Regions from separate parts of the Anas platyrhynchos genome. Here region 2 is linked to region 1. Evidence: chromatin contacts called from public Hi-C data. All regions are on one chromosome and are shown on one strand. Each heading gives the region's core, a stretch centred on a gene start, on an enhancer-like site or on the middle of the called end of the contact. The rest is flanking DNA. Distances are from core to core; before and after follow the strand shown. Region 1 overlaps CDKL5 (cyclin dependent kinase like 5). Region 2 holds the start of CDKL5 (cyclin dependent kinase like 5).

Region 1 (6,054 bases), core at 3,049-5,548:
CACATCTTGACCAGGAGGCAAGCTATCTTCTTGAAATCAATTAACATTTCCAACAGAGATGGAGTAGTGCCATGTTTATGCACAGAAATATGTTGCAGGCAATGCCATCTGTGGAGTAAAACTGACTAGCTACTTCTACAGGATCAAATTTCCTGTGACTGTTTGTGTGAAAAATTCATCCGGGTGTTGTGTACCTTTTTCCCCCCCCCGCCCTCTCCTCAAGGCATCAGCTAGCTAAGAATGATGTTAAGAAATGTATACAATATACTATCTGGTGGAATTGCAGCCTGGGTTCTGAACCTGCTCGAACACTGTAAGTCTTTCATGCTTCCAATGCTATTAGCGCTGTAGCAAGGAGGAATCTGAACTAAGTAGGGAGCTAACAAGAATCAGCAGGAACGTTACCAGTGACTTTTAGGAAGGCTTATGGGAGGCCAAACAAAATCCATTCCGCAAACGCTAGCAGACCAAATAAATAAATAAATAATAATCATAAAAAATCTTGGGCATATTTCTGTTCAGAAATTCTGGGATGTAGCCCCTTCCTCCTCCATATCCTTCATCCAGGTTCCTCAGATGACCAGATCTCCCAGGTGAATTCAGTTTCAGAGAAGCAAATCAAGGGAGACCAGCCTGTCTATAGTATTTCTTACGTTCTGTTCATCACAGATGTCAGTGAAATTGACAGTTTTTCCATGTATATTGCTTGAAGATTCTTTTGGTGCTTGACCAACATCCCTTTGATTTCACATGTGTACATGTACAGAGCCATACAGAAATGCATATGTAAGCACATGTGCACATTTTTTAGTTAATGAGCTACATCAAGAGGTTTCTTCTGCTCTGTTGTGAAAACCAATGCTAGCCCATTCCTTCTGATGCATCAGCAGAATTTTACATGCACTAGCTAGCACACAGTTATGCCGATCCTTTTTATCCTCATGAGGATGAGTAGAGGTGGATGCTTGTGTCTCAATATGAAGTACAAATGGCAATGATTCTGCTTTATTGAAGTTTTCAGCAGGAGCATACAAGTGTCAACTCAAAAGATGAAGAAAATACTTTACAACTGAAGTTTTCTGATTATATTTTCTCAGATATCACTCGTGTCTTCATCCTAAGGTAATGGTTCAGGAAAGTACTGAAAAATTACCCTCTCTGCTAAAGCATCATGTGCTTTTTCCCTAAACATGTTTGTGTGAAGGAAGGCATTTTTTTTAGCAGTTCTGAGCTAGAAGAAAAAGTGAAAATGAGGTACGTGTATAATTTTGAATTATTTAAATTCTTTGACAGCTCTGTTTCTACAGTAAACAATAAGATCCAGAATTTTTCAATGAGAGAAAATACTACCTTCTGAGATTGTCTGACTGGGATATGATCTTGCATAGAATAAATTTGTAAAGGCAAATGTAGAGGAATAATTAGGTCCATGGATCTTTTGTGCTTGTTTTTTTTTTCCTCTTGATTTTTGGTATAGGGTAGGTTAACAGTTAACAAATTTGCAAGAGCTTTTGCTTTTTTGAGGAGATGGCAATAGCTGTCTATTCACACCATACTACGTGAATGAAGTCTATGTTAGGAGACTTCTTTGTTTTTGATGGTTTTATTTGGTTCTAAAGTAATTAATGGATTTCCTTGATAACATTCTTATATAATACTTACTATACCCAGAGCTTTGGATATTTAATCTTTTAATGTAGTGTAGTTTTAAAAAATAGAAACTAAAAATTAGACATCTGGAATTGTGGTATAACGAAACCAAGTCAGAGGTAGTACAAGCATGAATGCCATGAAAACTGCTGAAAAAACAGAAACTGCTGTTAGAGCTGCTCTTCATGCTCTACATGAGCAGAATGCTTGCTGCTACATCAGTTTACAGAGGACAGAAGACAACCTTTATCTGAAGAAGCTTTGTCATATATATCTACAACTAGTTCAGCCTAATGCAGTGCAGCTTCAAGCTTATTTGTACAACTTTAGTTAGCTTTTGTTTTTTCTTTAATAATCTTAAATGTTTTGTTTCTCCTTAATCAAATATGAAGTAACAGTATTGTTTTTAAATATTAACAAGTAATTTTACAAAGTGAAAGGTTTGAATTCCTTGGGGAGTAAAAGTTTCCAAAGCTCCTCTAATTGTTACTTGTTCTTCCATGTCCATTTAGATCAATCTTACAGTGCCTTGGTATTCAGAGAAGTACAGCTCTGGGACATCAATATATAACATACATTCTGAATCCAATTTTTTTTATTTATTTTTTTTTATGACAACCTTTCACATAAATATTTGAGGTCTTATTCGAGGATCTTAACCTGTAACATCCTCCTGGAATCTTAATGTAAGAAAAATAGCTACTTCCAATGGGGCTGTCTTTGCCTGTTATTTAAAGCTTTATTGATCTCAGGTAATACCTTCTATTATACTGGGAAAAAGAAATAGAAAGCTTCTAGAGGAGATATTTATAGCTTTATGCACATACTCATTGGAGAACGTGTGCTGTATTGTCCAATATGCAAGTTAAAGAAGATGGGTGAGCTTCAGAAATTCTGGTCTTGCTGCTAGCTGTGCCAGATTGCCTTGTGGGATGTGAGAATTGATGCTGTACGGTTGCATTGGCAATGGAGATGTTCTTACTTCAGTAGCACAGTTGGGAATACTTTATTTGTATTACTAGCTTGTATATTGCAAATACAATCCAGTGGTCTGTGGTGTGTAGCAGTGAAACCCAGCAACTCCTGATACAGAGGAGGTAATATATCTGAGGTTAATCACTTTATTTCTAACTGTACTGTAAAAATGTGTGTTTGTACGTGTGTGGAAAAAATAAAGCATCCAGAGACAGAAGGGTTGCAAAGTCAAGTAGCTTGGGTGGAATTAATCTCACCCACTGTTTCAGTGCGTAGGTCTTATGTAAACGAGGGAGATCAGTTATGTAAATTGAGACTCCAGCCCCCAAAAAGCAATTCATACCATCTGGGTAAAATTGGCAACCTTTTGGCCGAATCTTCTCTCCTTCCCCTGCTTTCACTAGCTGTGGGGAAAGCCTTGATCGCACATACTGGGTACATAACTCTTAGCAAGATAGACTGTACTTTGGAAATGTTTGAGGTTTGCTCTAGATGTATTGGGTCTTTTTAAACACAGAGCATACTTGTTCTCCGTTTAAATTTAGCTTGGGAGATTGCGTTTTCTATTTTGGACCTGAAGAAGGGCTTCAGTTTCTTTCGCGTGTATACCAGCAGTTCTAATAAAAGAACGTTACCTTTTCCCCTCAAATACTGCCTTGCTTATGTATGCTGTGATAAACTTACTTTTTTGCACATAATTTTCCAGACTCCTCAAATACAAAATTCATCATAGAGCACCATATGGAGACCCACGCAATTGTCACACAGCTGTCAGCTTCTAGTATTTGATATGGTGTAGCTGGTAGCCTGTTGCCTTCATCCTCTGCACATACCAGGACTCTGTGGAATGGGACTCATCTGTGGTTTCAGTGGGTTTGTAGCTATTTCTGAATTCGCCCATTCCTTTGCTTTCAGTAAAGGTGGATTCCAGTAAAATTGTAGATGTTCACAGATTTATTATCTTATTTGTATACTAATTTCTGAGTCCCATTTCCTTTTCTCAGCTGTCTTCTAATCTGTTTTCAGTCTGCATTTTTCTGCCTGCTCTTCCTAGACTATTTAGTTGCTGTGTTCCCTGGCTGTCAGATCTTCATTCTGCATTTTCTTTTACCCTCCTCTCTCCACCTGTTGTTTCCACATTTGGGGATGCTGTGGTTTAACCACAGCAGGCAGCTAAGCACTGAGCCATTTGTTCACTTCCCTCTAGTGGGACTAGGGAGAGAATAGGAAAAAAGGTAAAACTCAGGGGATGAGATGAAGACAGTTTAATAGGACAGAAAAAGAGGGGAAAATATATATACAAACCAAGTGATGCACAATGCAATTGCTCACCACATGCCAACTCATTCCCAGTCTGTCCCTGAGCAGCAGTGTGGCCAACCCCCCCAGTTTAATTGCTGAGCAAGCATGACACCATATGGTACGGGATATCCCTTTGGTCACTCGGGCCAGCTGTCCTGGCTGTGTCCCATCCCAGCTCCTGATGCACCCCCAGCCTCCTTGCTGGCAGGGCAGCACAAGAAGCTGAAAAGTGCTTGCCTTACAGTAAGCTCTGCTCTGCAACAAGTAAAACATCAGTGTGTTATCAGCGTTATTCTCATCCTAAATCCAAAGCACAGCACCACGCCAGCCACTCAGAAGAAAATTATCTCAGACAGACATAATAAAGATGATGAGACCTTCCCCTTTTGCCAAGAGTTATTCTTTTGTCATATTTGGGCAACCTTTCACCACGATCATAAAGTCTGCATGATAGCTTTTTTTCTGGCTCAAAAGTGCACGCGTATGTGTTTGCAACATCTAAGAGTTGTGTATTAGATAGTCTTACTGGTAGGGGGTAATTTTTGTAAGAATAGATTTAAAAAAAAAAATTAAAAAACAACAAACTTCTTAAATGTTCCTGGAGCTGGTGAGATGTTTAAACTTTTCCTTTTTGAGATTAAAAAATAAAAATACATAGAGAGAAGTCCTTGGACTCTGCAGAAATGACCTGAAGTGAATCCACAAGCTTCTTTCTCAATTAAGCTCCAAAACTGGAATCTTAGAAATGCTATTTTTATGAAGAAGTCTGAGTAATTACAGTTTTTTCCTCATGTTTAGTAGTGACAGAAGTCTTCCTTGGGTGCAGTTTCCTTTATTTCCTCACGTACATTTACATTACCATACACCTTGTTCAGAGGCAGCTCTGTGGTTCCTCCAACCTCTGCGACAGTGATCAGTAAAACCAGTGTATGTTTGAGGTATAAATTTTGTTAGCTGTCCTTTTTAAAGAAATTTGGATTGAATTTGAATCCTAGATACTGTTCTATAAAGAAGAAACAGTCTCTCAAAGGAATGCAGTTTTAAATGCTTGGCAGAGCAGAATGGCAATATTGTTAAGAGACAAGAATTTCTCCCTTATTGGCCAAAGAATGTGCAGTCTGTCTGATCCTGGAGAAGAAAAGCCCTTAAGCCCTTCTTTCTGTATGAACTTGAGTGTAGACACTCTGAGAAGAAATGAAGATGTCCATTTAAACCCATTTTGATATGTAGACTGGAAATTAAAAACAAATAAAATAAGCTAAATTAAAAGGGAACTAGGAAAGAGCATTGATTTAGGATTTATGGGTAACATCCATCAGGCTCATGGAGAGACTTGGAAGTGAGGAGGAACGATCAATGAAATATCAAGAAAAATAATCCTACCTTATGATACTAAAACTAGTTAAAAAATGAGGACAAGTGTAGTACCTATTTGTACCTATAGAACTTCCTCTGTTAGAAAGTTGCCCTAGAATTTGGCTTTGATAAGAGCATAGTGTAGTCAGCAAGTATGTCTCATGTTTTGTTGGGGTAGGGAAAGAGAAAAGAGCAAAAGATAGCTTTTCCTAAATGCCATAGTATTGTTGGGGGAAAAAAAAACAACAACAACAAACAACTTGCTGTAGTTGTGTAGAGGAAGAAGTAGCCAAAGAATTGAGGTTAGAAAACAGAGGTGGTATTTCTCATTCAAATTTCGTGAGTGAACTGAGGCAGAAGGTAACAGAGCACAGACCTTGAACAGAGTATTCAAGAAACTAGTTGGTGGGGAGCTCATGGAAGGCAGCTTAAAAGGCAAGGGAAAGCTCACAGTCCTTTAACAGCATCCTCTGAGCATATGAACAGTCCATCCTGGTGCTCAGGAAAATAGGTAGACTGATCAGCAGGCTGACTTGGCTGAGCAGGGAGTTCATGATGGAGCTCCAAGAGGGGGGAAAAAAAAGTATACAGGAGGTGGAATCAAGGATAGACTGAAAAGGGGGAATATAGCAACATTGATTGGGTGCATCTGGGTGGTGTCAGGAAAGCCAGAGCTCAGCTGAAGCTGAGATTTGCAAGGGCAGCAAGAAGCACATCTGTTGCTAGGTTGGCAGAACAAGGAAAGTGTGGACCCACTACTAAGTGGGGCTG
Region 2 (6,503 bases), core at 1,578-4,077, 62 kb before region 1:
TAAGAGGAGTATACAGCAGGTGGCTAAGCACTGTAAGCCTATTTATAAACTAAGAGGCAGATTAGGTAAGTTCTAGATCTCTGGTACTTTTCATAGCCTTAACAAGCCTTCTTGAACACGACACTAAAACTATTTCTTACAGACTGGCACCATTGCTTACGTGACTTCCCCCCTACCGAAGGGCTCTGTTGGGTTTGGAAGAGCTGGGCAATTCTGCCACGGGGCTGCCCAGAAAACCTACATCCCTGCTGAATCCCCACAAACATGCATAGCAGGCAGATCCTGGGGAGCGCCCCACTTGCCAAGTTGGTGGAGGATGGTTGCAGCACCCACCAAACGGAGGAGGAAAAAATCAGTTTGCAGAACTTGCGTGGAAATGATCACGCAGAGGAACAAAGCCATAACTCTTTGATCGTGAGCCCAGTGTTTGAAATGAAATGATCCCATTCAAGAGCAATACTGGCAAATTACACATTTTAAAATACACATTTCAAGAAAAGCTTTGTGAAAGGATGTCAGCGCAGTTACAGCAAACTCTACCACCTGAGAATTGTGACTGTCAGCCTTTATTGCACCTATTAAATATGCAATGCTGCATAGGAAATTTGTGGCAAAACACTCTTTAAATTACTGCTTGCTCAACTGAGAGCATAGTTCCTGGGAAAGCAACAGCCAGTTTGTAGAGAGTAATAATAAAAGCAGCATCACTCCCTTTTGTTGCATTGTTTTCTCTCAAGACCCTAGGAAAGAAACAATATCTATTCACTTCTTCACGGTTTTTGTTTCTTCTGTATGTAATGAAATGTCACTGCAAGCAAGAATAATGAATAATCTGCTCCTATCTGTGTGCCAATTTCTCCACTTTCCAGCTAGGCAAAACTCCCATTGATATTTTTTTTTTTTTTCTGTGTAAAAACTCCTCTAAAATGCTCCGCTCCCCTTTTGCTCCGTGCATTTATGTTTACACCTGTCGGGGCTGTACGGCCAGTGCTGCCCACTTGATATCCTCATGCCTCTCCCCGTACGCCCATCGATGCTTGCGTCCATCACCTGGCTGCAAGTGCCAGTGGCGTGGCAGGGATGCAGCTGGTGAGCAGCCCCTTGCTGCCGAGGCTGTGTAATGTCGTGTAGCCATCGATCCAGTATGCCTGCCGCTGGTGCAGTGACCCGTGCAGGCTCCTCGAGGAGGCACGTGCCTGGCACTTCACGCCATTTCCAGCAGAATGGATCAGACCGCTCCGATCTGTGTGGGATGGCCAACCTGACACGAAGCCAGCTAGCGCCTGTGGGACCAAAGAAGGAACCGGGGCAATCTGGCTGCCTTCTTCATGCATTTGTCTCTGGCCTCGATCACTCCATGCCCCAATCTGGAGTCCCTGAAAAAGTGACACTTAGGTGGTCCAAACTTGGGCATTTTCCTCTCCTTTGTATAGGAAAAATGCCTAAAAACAGCATCTTATTATGAATGAGACCCACTTCTTATTTGTATTCAGAGTCATATATATATTATGACTCTCTCTCTCTATATATAATATATATATGATATTTATATTCATATATATCATATATTCAGAGTCATTTTTCCTATTTTAGTGACTTGGTGGAGTCTAGCCCAGCTTCTCACAAGAAAACCTTCATTATAGACCATGACACATGTCAGAAGAAAGGGGCTTGAGCTCCACACCCATGCCTGATTGGCAAGGGTTCACCTTAGAAAATTCCGTCTTTTTGGCTGCGTGAAATGAGCCTCGAGCTCTTGGAGGCAGTAAACAAAGAGCTGTTGTGCTCTGACATTTCTGTCATAACCACAAGGCGAGGGAGAACAATGTTATTATGAATATATTGAAGAAACCCAGAAGACAAGTGGGCTGTGATATCTGATTTCTGGCATGTAAACTTTGGCCTTGTTAAAGCAGAGCTCAAGACGAAGGTTTCTTACAAAGCATTTTATCCGCTCTATCACGCAGCTTATTGTGAGAAACACCCAAACCCAGGCAGCTCTCAGTAAAAATAGTAACAACAGCATGTCAGTGTGTGAATATGGTTACTTGTGAGAAGCACTGTAGGAAAATAAAATGGTTTTTGTGGAGTTTTAACAAAAAAATCCCCTCAGACTTTGCCACAGCCACGCTCCTGTCTCCTTGTTCTCACAGGAACTCGACACGCACCACCACGTCGCTTACAATCTGGCCTCACATGAAAACGACGAGACACACGCATAGAAGAGAAAAAAATAAAATTGCTTTAATTGCTAGCATATGTCACCGGAAGCTCAGTTCGTTATTTTTGAGCGTTAAGTCGTTTATCTTCGTTTGTAACCGGTAGCACCACTGCCTCCCGTCCTGGAGCCAGCACAGGCGGAGGGGAGCGATTAAGGACCACAACAGGCGTTGGTGATGTACAGAGTGCGAACACGGGTAGCACACTTATTACATTTAGTCAGTAGGGTTATATCTTTATTTAAATTCAATTTAAATTTTTGAGTTATGATTATGGGTAAGGATGCTGGGATCACTGCTGCCCCTGTTCCTGCCCCTGTCACTTGTCCCTGTCACTTGTCACTTGTCCACGTCCCCAGCCCTGTCCCTGTCCCTTGTCCTTGTCCCTTGTCCCTGTCCCCTGTCCGTTGTCCCCCGTCCCCAGCCCGGCCCCGCGGCCGTTGCCCGGCAGCCGCCCGCCACCCGAGCCTGCCGGGAAGGCTGAGGGGAGAGGCGGCGGCAGCGGTGGCAGGCTGACGGCCAGCTCCCATTGGTGGAAATTTACAGAGGGCGGGGCTTGGGACCGGCTCCCCGCCCTGCTATTGGTGGAGCGAGCCGTCAATCCGGGCGCGGGGGCGGGGCGGGGCGGCTAGCGGCTTGCGTTGAGAGGCGGGGGGAGCGCGGCCAAGGGGCGGCGGCGGCGGCGGCGGCGGGGCTGTGAGGGGAGCGGCGGAGCCGGCGCCGATCCGGAGCGGAACCGGAGCGAGGTAGGGGTGCGGGCTGGGGGAGCGAGCTGCCGGCTGCCAGCCCCGCCGGCTGCCGGGGTAGTGGCTCCGTGGCTGGAGCTGAGCGGCGCTGCCCGCTGCCGTTCGCCATCCCCGGGGGGCGTTGGGGGGATTTTTTCCCCCAAAATTGGGGGGGGTGTTGGGGGTAACGCCCCGGCCGTTAAACGGCCGCTCAACGCCTCAGCCAGAGCCGTTGGAGGGGCTGGGCTGCTTTTGTGCGTGCGGCAGGGAGGAGAGGAGGGGGGAAAAATAAAAAAAAAATAAAAAAAAATGAAAAAAAGGCTATTTTTATATATATATAAAATCTACCTGCCCGGAGTAGGAGCACGGAGCGCCATTTTAATAGGTGGACCGAGCGGCGGAGGTGTATCGCCTGCTGCCATCGCGCCCACGCAGCTGGGGGCAGCCTGTGGGAAATGGCTCAATTTGGGGATGGGGATGGGGAACCCCCCCCCCCCCTTAATCCCCTTAATTGGGGTGCCTGTGGATGGGTATGGGGCAGAGGACACCTCTGGGAGCCCCCTCCCAGCCTTATTTGTCAGGGTTTCCCCCCAAAATGCGGCTTTTGCTCAGGGTTGTGTGGGGGTCGTGGCGATGCTGAGGTGCCTTGGGTGTTGCTGAGGTGCAGGGGAGCTGCACTGCATGCGAGGCTGGGGGAAGGAGCGAGGAGGAAAGGGGCAGCGTAGAAGCAGCAGCGATCGCTTGCTGCAAGATGCGAGTGCTACACCCGTGTCTTGCACCTAGGGCTGCTTGGGCTCCTTGCTGTCAGGGCTGAGACCTGCGGCTGAGAGCAGCCAGCATCGCTTAAAACCACACACGTTTAATATATACATATTACATCTCACTTCCAAGTATTACATCTCACGGCCAGCGTTATTGGAACGTCAACAGCTTCAGCGAATCTGATATACGGTGTTGCTCCATGTCAGGTATTTTTATCGTGTCAGCCTCCAAAACCAAATCTAAACCCAGAAGTTCATTTTGCTTCCTTCCTTTTGTCTCACTTTGCAATCAGTTTTATCAAACCTGTTAGCGTTGCAGGTGGTACATTCTGCCTCGTTTCTTAAAGCTGGAGGTGTTTAAACAAAGAAATTGCAGTTCTGTTTTAACGCTCTACGTGGATCCTTCTAGTTTAGCCCAAAAATAATGAGGAGAAAATGCCCTTTGAGGTTCAGGTATTGAAATGTTTACTGTAGCTCTGCACTCTTAACAAAGCCCTCGAGAATATCAATTTCATAAGTCTTTCTGCAGTGAAATAGCCACAGGAAAACATTAAAAAAATGCACGGTTGCTGTGAAGAAAATGTCTTTATAATAAAGAGGTTTGGGTTAGCCTGTTGGAAACTATTATTGGAGAGCTGGTCCAGTTAGCTGTAGTACTAGCGCGGTTTGACACTGGCAGTGGCTATTTCTGTTGTGTGCAGCAGGGCTGTGTGAGTGGGAGGCGAGCTGAGGCTGCAAGAACAAGGTGGAATAAGAGAACAATTTCTATATGCAGGAGGCTCTCTCTCCTATATGAAAAGCCAGTTCTCCTCCATTATAAAAATAGCTATTTATAATGCTGCCTATATATGGACGCTCTCGAAAACCATGCGCGTGTAAGCGTTAGCGTGCTCTCTGGAACACACAATGCTCAGCAGTAGACATCTGGAAGATAGAAAAAACAGCAGTTTTCCTAGGTATTACTTAAATTCTGGACAAGGTATGAGCTCGTATTTATGAGATTTTTTTTGGAGCATCCGTGGTTAATCAGAGCAGAGCACAAACGTGGATCTGCTCTGAAAATGGGCTGATGTGGAAGGTGTGTGAAGGCTCTATGTGCTCATCATGTGAACAGAACAAGAATGGCGTGCATTTGTCATAACTTATTTTTGAGGATTTTAGAGAATTTTAGCACTACATTCATGAGCTAAGCTGAACAGCTCTAGGCTTTCATCTTAATTTCCACATCAGGAGATCAAGGCGAGAGAATGGCCAGTGATGTGCTATAGCTAAAGAATGTATGGGATATAATGAGGAATAGAGTTTATTTCCTGTTTCTGAATGCAGAATTCTGTCTTGAAGGCCACTCTTTGTTCTCTTCCACCTCTGTTTGTTTTACCAGACAATTCAAGGGTTGTACCTTCATGTCTTGGTGCAAAGGGATTTGTTTGTGAATAGTAATAACAGCTTTCTGCATCAGAAGCAGGGAGAATTAATTTCACGCTATAAATTAAAATGAGTATTAAAACAATACATAATGGCTTTCTGGGTGTACTTATTAGAACATCAGCCCTCTTGCTGAGTCTGCCCAGTTTAATAATATTAAATATCAATGAAGGAGAAATGTTGATCTTGTGGATGTTCACAATGCTGGTGTGTCCACCTAGATAAAAAGCCTAAGCTTTTTGTTGTTGTTGTTTATGTGACAATCTCAGTATATTACATGACAATCTCAGTGTATTTCTCTATGACTGTGCTAAATAAGATAGTGAAATAATTCATAATTATCCTGAAAGCACCACAAGGGGCCAAAATAAATTTAAAAGGTTCTGCGTGCCTTAAACTTTGCTGCTGTAGGAACATTGTGGGTGCGCACAGCTGCCCACGTTTTCTTTTTTTCTTCCCTTCTCTGAGGCAACCATGAGAACCCTGTAGGAATAAGCTAGCCTGCCAAGAGCTGCCTTGCCTGTGTCCCTGGGTTATTTTCAGCAAGAATAACCACCTGAATGTACGGGCTTTCAAGTCAGAGTTGTGCTCTGCTTCTCTCTTCATCCAAAGGGCTGGCACCTAAGTTATGTCTAGGTGCAGTGGAATTGAAAATAATCCATTGCGTTGGACTTTATTCCTCTTAAAATGAGGAAAATGTGCATGGAATAAACAGTTACAGTTAATACACGATGACTTTCCATAACGCTTGACTGTGATGCTGGAATGTTTAGGTCTCCAGAAGCTTTTAATTCTAGCTTTAGTGCAATGAGATCCAGTTTTCTATTGTTATTTCAGAAGAGATGTCGGTGTTCTAGCTTGCCTTCAGGCTTGTCCTTCAAATCTGAGCAGGTTGAGCCTTCTTGTGCTGGAATTGCCCCTTAACGTCTTGAAAATTAACCCTTTTCCCAATGCCTTTTAAATAATAGCATAGCTTAATTTAACATTGACATTTATTTTGGAAGAAGGAAGGTGGCACTCCTGAGAAACGGTTGCCTGGCAATACTTAAAAATAAAAATAAAGCCCCCCACCAAATTTAGCCTCTGAAAAAACAAAGCGCGAATCAATTCGTAGCTGAATCACAGTTATGCCAGCCACACAGGGCTCCATTATTCTGCCGAATTGTATCGCTGCCTCTGTTAATCTTTTCTTGCAGATGACTATGGAAATACGGCTGTTAATGGTAACACTGCTCCATTCAACTGAAGGTAGGGGAGGATGTGGCTCAGTAGAATCAAATATTTATTCAACTATTCAATGTGCAAAAAAAGAAAAAATAAATCTTGGAGCTTGAATAGGAAAGCAACCCCCCCCAGCCTTTTCTTCACGGTTA

What was found. Hi-C and Micro-C count contacts between places; a contact is called where the count stands out from the background.
Region 2: a contact with region 1 is called in a Hi-C map of small yellow follicle, with 1.9 times the contacts expected there. The contact joins the promoter of CDKL5 here to the enhancer-like site in region 1. A contact is called at or near these places in 3 of 8 Hi-C or Micro-C datasets (F5 follicle, small yellow follicle and subcutaneous adipose tissue).

What each region holds. Positions count from the first base shown.
Region 1 is chr1:127,245,120-127,251,173 of IASCAAS_PekinDuck_T2T, reverse strand. All of the region lies in intron 3 of CDKL5 (cyclin dependent kinase like 5), which reads left to right. Among named protein-coding and RNA genes, the nearest start is that of CDKL5, 61 kb to the left of the region's middle. Within about 2 kb of position 4,298, at least 4 of the 8 cell types and tissues checked have an H3K27ac peak or open chromatin away from gene starts, as enhancers often do. A contact at or near this core is called in F5 follicle and small yellow follicle, where this site is marked.
Region 2 is chr1:127,305,238-127,311,740 of IASCAAS_PekinDuck_T2T, reverse strand. CDKL5 (cyclin dependent kinase like 5) reads left to right here and starts at 2,827. Exons shown (of 18, transcript XM_072028940.1): 1 at 2,827-2,965.